Linked DNA regions of Pan troglodytes: region 1 is linked to region 2. The links are chromatin contacts, called in public HiChIP or PLAC-seq maps. All regions are on one chromosome and are shown on one strand. Each heading gives the region's core, a stretch centred on a gene start, on an enhancer-like site or on the middle of the called end of the contact. The rest is flanking DNA. Distances are from core to core; before and after follow the strand shown. Region 1 has its middle 9.8 kb from the start of ACCSL. Region 2 holds the start of LOC134807248 (a long non-coding RNA gene).

The links. HiChIP or PLAC-seq counts read pairs in DNA pulled down with a chosen protein or histone mark.
Region 1: an H3K4me3 HiChIP or PLAC-seq map of stem cell-derived excitatory neurons shows a contact between it and region 2, with 5 times the contacts expected there. The contact joins two enhancer-like sites. A contact is called at or near these places in 1 of 7 Hi-C or Micro-C datasets (induced pluripotent stem cells) and 1 of 1 datasets of contacts at active chromatin or transcription factors (stem cell-derived excitatory neurons).

Annotation. Positions count from the first base shown.
Region 1 is chr9:48,050,375-48,056,511 of NHGRI_mPanTro3-v2.0_pri, reverse strand. No RefSeq gene overlaps it. Among named protein-coding and RNA genes, the nearest start is that of ACCSL, 9.8 kb to the left of the region's middle. Within about 2 kb of position 3,786, at least 12 of the 24 cell types and tissues checked have an H3K27ac peak or open chromatin away from gene starts, as enhancers often do. A contact at or near this core is called in stem cell-derived excitatory neurons, where this site is marked.
Region 2 is chr9:47,590,188-47,596,475 of NHGRI_mPanTro3-v2.0_pri, reverse strand. It overlaps LOC134807248 (a long non-coding RNA gene), which reads right to left and starts at 1,168. Exons shown (of 2, transcript XR_010147161.1): 1 at 1,078-1,168. Within about 2 kb of position 4,960, at least 13 of the 24 cell types and tissues checked have an H3K27ac peak or open chromatin away from gene starts, as enhancers often do. A contact at or near this core is called in stem cell-derived excitatory neurons, where this site is marked.

The sequences.
Region 1 (6,137 bases), core at 2,537-5,036, 460 kb before region 2:
ACCTGAATGATTATGAATGATGTAAACTATTCATGGGGGACATAGAATTCTCTGAACCACAATATTACCAAAGACAGCTAAAACATTATTCAAGCACTGCCTCAAGTCAGGCTCTGGTCTAGGTTCCTTATGTATTTTACGTTATTTAATTCTCAAAACAGTCCTATTAGGAGGGTACCATCATTAGACTCACTTTACAGATGAGAAAACAGAGGCTCAATGAATCACACAAGATGGCACAAGTAGGACGTGGAAAGGGGAGCTTCAAACCCAAGTTGGTGAACCTCAGGCCCCATTGCCCTTATAAACATTCCTCCTTAAGGCCTCTCCCTGGAAGGGTGCACATACTCTCAAAGCTTGGCATTCACTTTTGGGGATCCATGAGCCACCTAAGTCCATACCTCACTGGAGGCCCAGGAGCCCTAGGCATCACCTAGTCCAAAGTACCTCTCTCACTCTACATCTCACAGCTCACACTACCCTGCCACCAGCACTTACCTCTGTATCTGTTTTCACTCTTCTTTTCTCTGGCCTAGAACCTGACTGAGCAAACCATCCTTGACTGTCAGCACTCAGGGACCTGCTCTGCCGCCCTCCTCACTGAATGTGTTTACCACTGTGGCCTGCATGTTCTGCTTGTAGGCACAAGGTGACTTTAGAGGTAATAATAAGATCCACCTTTTCCCATCCAGGGTGATCTTCCCCAGGAATTCCCTATTACCTTAAGTGGGCTTTCTTTGCCCCATTACAGAGAAAAGGCTTTGCAACGCCCACCCAGGGAGAACCACTGATTGAAGCCATGGTTCTCAAACTTTGGAGGGTATTGGCATCACCTGGAGAACTAATCAAGCGCTACAGGACCAGGCTCTTATGAAGTAGGCTAGGCCTGGGCCTACGTACTTTATCAAGACCACCAGGTGATTCTAATACTTACCAACTAGTGAGAACTACTAGAGCAAGGGACTCCCAATTAAAACACAAATGAGCTACTGACTTTTCCCCATATCTGAGGAGGTCATGATTTGAGAACAAGCTGAAGTGGGTTAACCCAGGGCAGAAAAGACAACTTGGCAAGAAAGATCAGGAAGGAGACCCAGGAGGGCTGGATCCCAATCTGCCCAGGCCCCCCTGCCTGTGTGGCCTTGGCAAACCCATCTAGCCTTTCTGGTTTTCAGTTTCTCCTTGTTAAAGATGGGAGTAATGAAACCTACCTCCCCGAGGGTGGTATGAGGACTAGACGGGAGCAGATATGCTAAAGTGATAGGGCAGGTGGAACCGCCCATGACTATGTGCTGTGGGCTTGCCAGGCTTGCCCTGGGCAGCTAGCTGCTGTGCTGCTTTCTCTAGGGGTCTACACAGAAGCAAGGCCAAGGCAGCCTGTAGCCCCAGAATACTCTGCCTTGTGCCTCTTTGCAAACTTTAATGAGAGCTTGTTTAACATACAGATGCCTGGGCTCCACATCAGTAGGATTCCAATTCAGTAGGTGTATAACTGAACCCAGGAATCTGCATTTTATTTATTTTTTATTTCCATAGGTTTTTGGGAAACAGGCTGTGTTTGGTTACATGAGTAATTTCTTTAATTATGATTTGTGAGACTTTGGTGCACCCATCACCCAAGCAGTATACACTGAACTCAATTTATAGTCTTTTATCTCTCACCCCCTTCCCATCCTTTCCCCCTGAGTCCACAAAATCAATTGTGTCATTTTTATGCTTTTGCATCCTCATAGCTTAGCTCCCACTTATTAGTGAGAACATACAATGTTTGGTTTTCCATTCCTGAGTTACTTCACTTAGAATAACAGTCTCCAATCCCATTCAGGTTGCTGTGATTGCCATTAATTCATTCCTTTTTTATGGCTGAGTGGTAGGAATCTGCTTTTTAAAACAAGCATGACAGGTGATTCTGGAAGACTCTTGGAAAGACAGTGCCATAGTAGATTCCACACCTAAAGGAAGCATTAGCTGTGGGCAGGCACCTTACCCCAGAGGGCAGGACCTCACATATCCCCCATCCTGTCCTGCACTGGGAGCCCATCTCCTCTGTCATTTGTTTATTCATTCCCCATTCATTAAAAACAAAACTAAAAACAATCCACCGGGCACCTATTAGATACCAAGTATTGTCTTAGACCCTGGGAGCATCAAAATGAAGAAAAAAATCCCCTGACTTGAAGGCGCCCCAGAATAAACTTTCCAATGGAAAAGTCTGATCACCTATTTCCTGTGCTCAAGATCCTTCGACAGTTCCCCTTCACCTTACAGAGACTGCAAATTCAAATACCTTCAGGGACACAGTGGCGACACAAGTACAATGCTGACTTAAGGAAAAGGGAGAGGTTGGGGAGGACATAGGCTAATGGCAGCCTGCCTATTCCTCCAATAGACATTCAAACTTTTTTAAAAAGTAAGGCCAGCCAAGCAAAGTCTTTTTGCCCGTTGATTTCAGCCCTGTAGCCATCATTTGCAAGCTCTTCAGTGTGGCAAATAGAGCTTTGGAATAATCAGTCACATCTAGCTCCCTACTCTCATCCTTTGCATTCCTCTCCCCCTCACTCTACCCTCTAACTCTACCCTCTAACAACCCAAATCGTTGAGCCTCCTTAACTCTCCCAGCACACCAGGATTTCTTGTTCCTCTGGGCCTTTGCACATGCTGCCTCTCCACTGGAAAGCCCTGTCAGAGGCTTGCCCACTCTGCGCATTCCTGCTTATACTTCAAGTCTAAGCTCTTTTAACACCTCCTCCAAGGAGCCTTCCTCCCTAACTCCTCAGGCAGATAAAGGGACCCATGCCTATGTTCCCACATACTTTGTTCATGCCCTCTGTATAAAACACAACAGGTAGGCAGTGCTTTAGAGTCTTGGCTCTAACATGAATCCAGCGTCTGAGCTACTCTGTCCTCAGATACCTGCTTGGCTCACTCCCTCATCTCCTTCAAGGCTTTGCTCAAAGCTCACCTTCTCCCAGAGTCCTGCTATGACCACCTATTTAATTCTACAACCCACTCCTCATGCTCACCACACTGCAGTTCCCCCTCCTCCATCCCACCTTTCATTTTTGTAGCACTTTTCCCCTTCAAGCATACTATATAATGTACTCATTTATTACATGCATCGTTTATTTTCAATCCCCTTCTCTAGAAGGTAAACTCCATGAGGGCAGAGGTCTTCAATTGCTTTGTTTACTGATATTTCTCAAACGCAAAGAAGGGTGCTTGGCCCATGTAAGAGCTCAATAATGTCTGTGAATGAATAAATGAATGACCAAGTGGATGGATGGATGGGTGGATGGATGGATGGATGGATGGATGGGTGGATGGATGGATGGATGGATGGATGGATGGATGAATACCATAATGCAATTTTCTAAGGTCTGGGCCCCCTTCTGGTCTGTACGCTATTCACGTTCTACCATAGTTCCAAGGCACACAGGGAGTTTTTAGTTAATGTTTGTTGAATATTCATTTCTAACTAATCTTTCAATGACCGAAGACAAGAATGAAGAAATCAATCAGTTGCAGGCACCTTGTGAATGTTGACAGTAGAGTGAAGATTTACCCAGTGGAAAAACTTCACCTTCCACAGCCTCCTGGCTTTTCCACAACTTGACATGCCTGGGAGCCTCTCTGCTGCCGGCACCCTGACTACAGCAGCTGTAACACGGATTTGCCAAGAGGGGTCGCTAAACCCTTATTTTCATGCCTAGTGCAGAAAACTCAGGCCAGCCAGCACTGCAGACTCAGAGAAGCAGCGGGTGAGAGGAGTATAGAAGAGGCCAGGCAAGGAGCGGCCAGTGCGCCATCCGCGCATGCGTGACCTCAGAAAGGCTGGGAGTCAAGAGAGACTGCTGGGCTCCAGCCTGCAGTTGCCGCTAGCAGCAGGCAATTGCATCTCTTTTCTGACTCACTGCAACCACTGGTGGCTCTTGGGATCTCTTAGTATTTCTGTTTTACAGACAGGACTCAGGGCTCAGAGAGGTTGGGTACCTTGGTCACTGTCACAACCAGAATCTAGTGATAGGATTAGAATCCAGAATTGGCAAATACGGCTGTTCCTGCTACCACCCCTTTGGCATCTCTGCTCCAAAAGCAAACAAATTCCAAGTGCAACATCTGGCATGGCCTAATTTAGAAGGCCTGTAGGTTCCAAGGTTGGGGAAAGGTGGAGGTAGGCAGTGGGAGATGGGGAAAGGAGGAGAATTCCTCTTCCAGGGACACTGACCCAGCTGCCCTCAGCTCTCCCCATCCCTCCAGATTGTATAACCTTTTCTCCCTTGACTTCAGTTCCCTGGGCTTCTAAGTGGTCACTGGCCTCATACAAACTCACTTTGGAGACAGCAGCCTGGAAGGCACAGAGGTGCAGCCAGTGGGAAGAGACTGCAAAAGGTCTCCAACCCATCAATGAAACTGTGGTCCAGAGAGAGGTAGAGGAACCTACCTGGCAAGACCCTGGCCCGTCCATGCCAGAACCTGGGAATCTTTTTTTTTTTTTTTTTTTTGAGATGGTGTCTTGCTCTGTCACCCAGGCTGGAGTGCAGTGGGGCGATCTTGACTCACTGCATCCTTTGCCCCCAGGGTTCAAGCGATTCTCCTGCCTCAGCCTCCCAAGTAGCTGGGATTACATGTGTGCACCACCACACATGGGTAATTTTTGTATTTTTTGTAGAGACAGGGTTTTGCCACGTTGGCCAGGCTGGTCTCAAACTCCTGGCCTCAAGTGATCCACCTACCTTGGCCTCCTAAAGTGCTGGGATTGCAGGTGTGCACCACAGCACCTGGCATAGAACCTGGGAATCTGTAATACTGGGCCCTCGGCTCCAAATAACGGGCCTCCCAACAATTCAATGAGGAACGTGTCCTTGGCCCCATTTTATAGGTAACAAAACTGAGGCCCGGCGAGGTTCCTCGATCTTGTCCAAGTTCATGCTACTTGCTTGGGCCTGACTGCAGACCTGTCTGAATCCAGGCCCAGAGTATTCTCTTCACGGATTCCTGGGCCACAGTGACAGGACCCTAACAATTCCTTTAGGTCTGGCCTGGTCTCTAGGTTGTATGAGGTGACCTGGAATGGGGATCCTGGGGAGGAGGAAGGTCACCATGTCAGGGTCCTAATGGCTCTTGCCCACTTTCCTCCAGCGGGGGCCGAAGGCCAGCTACCCAGTTGGCTGCTACCTGGTTGCCCTCTGGGGAACAGTCTGGCTCAAACCACTTACATTGCAGGGACTGTTCTTCAAAGGGCACTGAAGTTCTCCCCTTCTCCAGAAAAGTTCCCTGACTGCTCCAGCCCCCTCGGAACTTCAACTATTCTTTTCTTTTTTCTTTTCTTTCTTTCTTTCTTTTTTTTTTTTTTTTTTTTTTTTTTTACACAGAGTCTCACTCTATGGCTCAGGCTGGAGTGCAATGGCATGATCTCGGCTCACTGCAACCTCTACTTTCCGGGTTCAAGCAATTCTTCTGCCTCAGCCACTTCAGTAGCTGGGACTACAGGCATGCAACACCATGCCTGGCTAATTTTTGTATTTTTAGTAGAGACAAGGTTTCACCATGTTGGCCAGGCTAGTCTCAAACTCCTGGCCTCAAGTGATCCGCCTGCCTCGCCCTCCCAAAGCGCTGAGATTATAGGCCTGAGCCACCGTGCCCTGCCCCTTCAGCTATTCTTTATGGTTCTAATGCCTCCCAGGTATTCTCTGGCCTTAGCACTCAGACCCAAACAGACTGTGAAGATCTTGAAGAGAGGAACTAATGCTTTACTCTGCTTCTTTCTCCCTTGAGCCCATGGTGGCTGAGCATACAGTAGATGCCACGTAGCTGCTTTTTGTTTACTTGTTTACTGTTTACATGGGAAAACAGATCCAAAAACCAGCTCTCTGCTTTCCAGGGAATTTTTAACCACAGTTGAAAATGACATCTGTGTCCTGTTGGACAACAGAGAGGAAGGAATTAGCATTATTCATTCACTCAACAAGTATTTATTGAGCAACTGACATGCTAGACACTGCTCTAGGTGCTGGGAAGAGAGACAGCAACGAGACAGACACAACCCTCTTGCAATTTACCTAAAGCAGGTGACAGAAAATGAGCAACATATATAAATAAGTATAATATAATTGGGTAAGTGCTGTGAAGAAAACTCA
Region 2 (6,288 bases), core at 3,711-6,210:
AAAGATGAACATAAAATAAACCCAAACTCCACACTAGTCATCCTATTTCTAGAAAAATGAGAATGTCTCAACACCCCCTTTCCCACCCAAAGTTCTGAATGCTCAACTAGGTGAAGCTCCTCCCTCCGCATCCTCCCCGAAACCGTCTCAATATTGGGTGTTTAATGGCCCATTCGCCTCAGGTGCACTTTCAACTCTGCAGCCCACCCCCCCGCCCCCAACTCTCTACCCATTCTGCAGAATGCTAGGGGGAACAACAAGGGGCGAACCCGTCATTGACTGCCGGACCCCACAACGACGGGAGATTCCACCTTCTGCGGGAGGAAGAAAGGAGGGGAGGAAAGACTAGAGATGGGGAGAAAGGAGATCTCCTTCCCTCACTCTCCCTCCCTCCCTCTTCCTCCCTCCCTCTTCCTCCATCCCTCTCGGCCCCCTCCTCCATCCCATCCATCCAAACTTTGAGGGGTTGCCCTTCTTCGCAGTGCAGCGCCACCCTTCCCACGTCCTCTCCTGCCCCTCCCCCCCCCATTAGTACCTAAGCAGGGTGTGGGCTAAGGGACTTCCTGACTATCTCCCTCCCTAGCAGTATAGTCCCCCAGTGGGGGAAACCTCACCCAGGATGGGTTACTGCAAACATTGCAAGAACTTGGGGGGAAAGTTGCCATATTTGTTCTTTGGCACCCTGGAATCGACGTGCGGGCGGGCGCGCGCGCGCACACACACACTCCCACCCTCGCCCAGCACGCCCGGAGAAAACGTCTCTCGACGGTGGAGGCACTGTCTTCAAGTCCCTGTCGACCCACCCCCTTCGCCCATCCATCACCCTCCTGCAGCTCCGCGACCCACTCACCCTCCCACGGCATCCCCTCGGCTCCGGGACGGACAGACGCAAGCACACACCCTCCGAGCGTCTGCGCGCCTGCCGCGCCAGAGGGGCTCCGCGGTCTGCGCCCGCCGCCGCCGCGGCGCGGGGCAACTGGGAAAAAAAAGTTCTGCTCAGACTACCCGTGAGCCGACCGACTACCAGTGAGCCGACCGACCACCAGCCGACCCGGGCGCCGACTCCCTGCTCCTTACCTCGGTCTGGGGGCCACGGGAGCGCGCCGGTCCCGTCCGCACTGCAGCCAGCTGGAAGCAGCCCCTCTCCTGCCGGCCCGCTCCCTCCGGCCCCTCCCCGCCCCCCACGGGTGTTTGCCCGGCGGCAAAGCGGGTTCTTCCAGGTAAGTATATAAGTTACTGTACTGTGTGGGAGGGTCACGATCTTGGTAATTGCGGCTTTCCGAGCTTAACCCCTGCGTTCCTGCCTTCCTCCAACTTGTTGAGGACTCGTCGGGTAGCGGGAGAGCGAGCAGGCGCGCCACTGCGAGCGCCGGCCGGGAGGGGGAGCGAGGTGCGCGGGGCAGAGAGGGGACAGCGAGACAGCAAGCGACGGAGTTCAAATGCCCCCCTGGCAGCGGTTTTCATTGGATAGGTCTTCCCCCCCACCCCTGTCCCCACTGATTTGGTGCCCCCCCGCCCCCCATCTCCCATGTAGGGGACGTCTCCAGGCGAAGTCACGATTTCTTCTCAGTTCGGAATGAACTGTGACTAGAGCCATGACGCAGCCAGCGCGCATTACTCACTTTTTGCAGTCACGACTTGGGAATCCGTGCTGGTTCCAACCAAAATTACACCGCTACCATTGAATTATTTAATAGGATCCAGTTCGGGGGGTAAACTTGTGCATTGTGCCAAGCAATGGGAAGGGGTGGGGAAGAACGGGGAGGTGGAAATGAGGACAAGGGGTGTCCCTCCGCCCCCTTCTTGACTCTTGGACACCTCCCCCCAACCACCGCTCCACGTGTTGCAAGTGCTTTATTGCGCTACCACCACTCCCGCCCCGACCGCTCCCCCCACCCCTATTTCCTTTGCAATTGTGGCAGAATTTGTAAACACAACCACGCAACTTGCAGGGCTGAGAGGGGCGAGGCTTGGGAAAGGGAACCAGTAGGTCCCAGTGAATGACGAGGAGGCCGCGGGGTGGGCCGAGAGGCTGTGAGCAGCTTTGGTTTGAACTGAATTGTCAAGACAAAGTGTGGGTTGCAGCGTTATTTGTGTTATTCTGCACATCGGTAAAAGCCCTTGTTACTATTATGAGTTGAATATTCAGTCTCAGCCAGGGAACCTTCCGAGAGAGGGACGGCTTCTGAGCTAAACATAACTCACCCACCCTCTCATCCCCCGGCCCGGGCTGCACCCCTGTTACCCTGTATCGGGGTCAGGTCACTAAAGCCAGAGGCGTTGACAGAAGGGAAGGGGTGAATGAAGCAGAGAGACCTGGTCTCTTCTCTGTCCTGAAGGCTAGCCCCCACAAATACTTACCTCACCGTCCCGAGTTTATATTTTTAAATAAACATATAAAATATTCCTGCACGCACACAAATCTTACTGCAGACCTGCAAGAGTGCTTCATTTCTCCCACAGTCTACAGCCCATCCTCACGGGCCAGCTTGAGGATGTACTTTTATTCTCCCTCTCCTGGAGTTAATCAGCATGAATGTCTTTGTGTGCGCGTGATATTCATTCCCCCTCTGCCTCTGATAATCTTCCTCCCTCCTCACCTGTCTGGCCACAGATTCGGCCAAAGTGTCTGGAGCTGACTGCACTGAATCTCAGTCTGGGTCCAGCCCACAACCCCAGAGAGCTGATGGTATTCCCAATAACATTTGGCAACTTAGAGAACACCTCCTCCCCAATTTCCCTTCAGGCTGACTTAGACTCATTTAGCTTTTGGCTTTAAGGCGCCCCGCGATGTTCCCTAGCTTGGATTCTCTGCGCATCGCACCAGCAACTCCTGTGCTTTGGCTTCTAATTCACTAATTCCACCAACTCACTTGGGGCTTCTATGACTAGCATGCGAAAAGGGGGAATAATAAGAAAAATGCCACACCACACTACTTTACACACCTCCCGGGAATTACAGAATACGGGGGTATGGGGGGCATGAAGTGGGAGGGGACGAGGGTCCGAATAAAACAACCTATAGGCTCTTATTTTGAGTCACCATCACCGAGGAGAAATCTTTCAAACCCACTGGCGGGAAGGTGCGGGATCCTGGGAATGGAGACCCGGATAGTGCCTGGCCTCTGCAGGGAAAGCCGGTGAGCCACTGGCCTTCCATTCCTGAAACGCCGGGCCTTGGCTCATCCTCGAATCTAACACTTCGCTCCCCCTCCTTTAAATCTTTTTCCCTTTCCTTCCCACTCACCCCTCCTTCCCCCCAAAGCTCTCACCGAAGTCACGACTATCCCCTTTGAACATCCTTAACCCTCTCGTCCCCGTATCCCTCTCCTGCATCCAGGGCGGGGCTAACCGCAGCTGGCGCCAACCCCGCCCCCTGGCGCACGGAACTGAACTCGCTGAGGACCAAGGCATTTTCAGCACCTATCTTCCGTGGACAGCAACCGAGTCTTGGGCCAGCCCGAACCAGGGTCGCGGTCCTTAGTTCCCGGACCGGAGCCAAAAGGGAGGTTTGTCAAAGGAGTAGAGATTTTTCCCTCTCTTTACCCAACCCCATCCATGCAATTTTGATCTATATTGCACAGTCTCCATTAATCTCTCAGAGATATGGCCCATTAAATCGTGTCTGGGCGTCCTTTAAGACAGAAAATGGGGAGGGGAGGGGGCCATGAGAAAACCGAGCTCAACAGCGCCGACCCATAACGCGAGAGAGAGTTGCAGCAGCTATTGATTCAGAGATTCGTCAGGGTGATTCCCGGCTCTGCAAGAATTCCCTCTCTCGGTTTCTTTGCATGCAGCCCCAAATTCATTATACACATACACACGCACACAGCTACACCCCTTACCCCCTAGTCAGTCCCACTATCCTCTTTAGAAGGGGCAAAAAAGGCAGCCAAAAAAGAACCCCGGAGCATGCACAAAGTAAGCGTCAGCTCATACTCACAGTCTGCGGCATGCACATGACATAATATTACTTACCCAAACGGGAACTCCTTAAGAGAGAGAAAGAGAAACATAGGGGGAGGAAAGAGAAAGTGGATGGAAAGAGGAGAGAGGAGAGGAAAAATCCAACAATTAATTTCCAGACATAGTTGTGGGGGGAGGAATGCGGTGATGTCCAGGTTTTCTTCCACCCGCGCTGGCTTTTTATCCCAGTACAGCCCTCGGTTTATTTCTGGAACACGATCAAACCCTGGTGCTATTTTTAGCAAGTACTGAAAAAACCTCCACACACAAAGGCATTTCGCTGGAACCTTACTTCCAAAACATTAAATGTGCATTAAACGCCCCCTCCTCACTTTTTTTTCCTGCACCACCAGACTCACTTGCATAACTGCAGAAAATGTTTTTCAAATCAGAAAAATACCCAAATATTTCTTATATTCTCCCTCCCTCCCGTTAACTCCCATCTGTCTCTGCCTGTTGCAAGCTCCTCGCAGTCTCCCCGAGCAGAAGGCGTTGGAGTGGTTGTATTCTTAGAGCTGCATGTCTCCATTGATCAGATTCCCTACATGCTGAGGAAAGTAGGAGGTGGGGGGGCATAGCCCCTTCCCCAGAGGAGCTTCCCAGGAGAGCTCTAGAAGCGATTGCTATCCACGATGGAGATTCCCAGATGAGGAAAAAAAAAATCATCCATACCCTTCCCACGTTTCCCACCCACGCTCTGCAAAATCGCGTTGTGTTTGCAACACACCGCCTTTGGAAATGTATATTTTGAAAGCTGCATATGTGTGTCTGTGTGTGTGTTTTGCGTTCTAGTAATTCACTACGAGGGGGCTGGAGAAAATAGACTCATGAAGGCAGCGCGGAGCAGCCGCCTTGAGTCTCCTTTGCCAGCCTGCGTCAGTCATCAGCTACTGACGTCACGTGCAGATTCTCCTCTTTGGTGGGTCTGGTTCAGCTGAGAAGACGCTTCTGCTCGGAGACAGCGCTTTGTGTTCCACGCAGCCACTGAGCAGGCGAGGCGGCCGAGGCGGGCGCCACCCCAGGCTTGGGCTGGGCAGCTGCAGAGCAGGCTGCAGCCTAGTCTGCACCGGGCGAGCGGGGCCCCGAGGGGCGTGCCCAGCAGGACAGCCCCCTCCCCAAACTCTCCCAAGACGCCCAATGCAAACTCGGCCGTGCACACGCTCCGGCGCGCGTCCTTTCCCCGCCCTTTCTCATCTGGTCACTGTAGCATAGACAGCTATGGCTGTAACTCGGATTAATTCTGTGTGTTTGTCGGGCAGATAGCCCCGGCTCCTCGAGTGACGCAAATAACAGATTCTAAGGCTCCCGCTCTCTCCCTCCTGCTCTCTTTTTCTCCCTCCTTTTCCCTCTTCTGTTTCCTGCGCCCACGCATCCTGCCTGGTCTCCCACGGAATCAGCCAGTTATACAGCTTCCCAGAGAGCAATGATCCGAGTTACAGAGAGACGGACAGACTCCCAGAGCAGAAACAAATAAGCCTGCAATTAAATACACACATGCACACAACCCTTTGCAAATGGCCAGCAGCCATTTAGGGGCTCCCCTGTGTGGGGGAAGGGGGAGCTGATTCACAAATCCACCGCCCTCGAAGGCGTCAGTTCTGGCGGTGGGGAGCGCCCAGAGGGGAGTGTCCGGCTTGCTACTGCGGCTTTCCCCTCTGCTCTCCACCCGAAGAGGAAACTCACCTCTATAAATACCCAGATGGCAGGGTATTCTGGAATAAATAACTTTTGTTGAATGGTAGGAGGAGGAGAAAATTCAACAAAGACTGCAAATGCTTAGTCTCCAGCGACATTATCAGGACTTTTTAAGGCGAGGTGACGTTTACCCTTTCTCCCTCTCAAAGACCAGGATATCTTTTTTCTGCTTAAAATAATGTCCCTGAAAAATGAGCTCAATGGATTAGTGCTATTTTTAAACCAATCTGAATGGAGCTTGCTTCGTAAGGGTGAGGAAGGGTGTGCATGTGTGTGTGGATGTGTGTGTCTCAGGGTGTGTGGGGTGTGTCTGAATCTGAGGTTTTCAGCAGAAGAAATGCCACACCTCAGCATGACAAAGGGTTTCTTGATTGATGAGTGATGGAGGTGGGGAGAATTCTTGCAGATTGGAAAATCTGAACAAAACCACATGCACACAAATCACCCTCCTTAAATGCACACATATCCTAGATCCACTTGGATAACTTCTGCCCTGAGAGGGGGAAAACCAGAAAGCAGAGAGCTATTTACAATCATGACTGGAGGAATGGCTGATCTTCTTTCTTAACCCTAATTATCGACCTTCCCTGCAATGGTTTCCTTTGATGCCAGTAAACACTTTTCCAG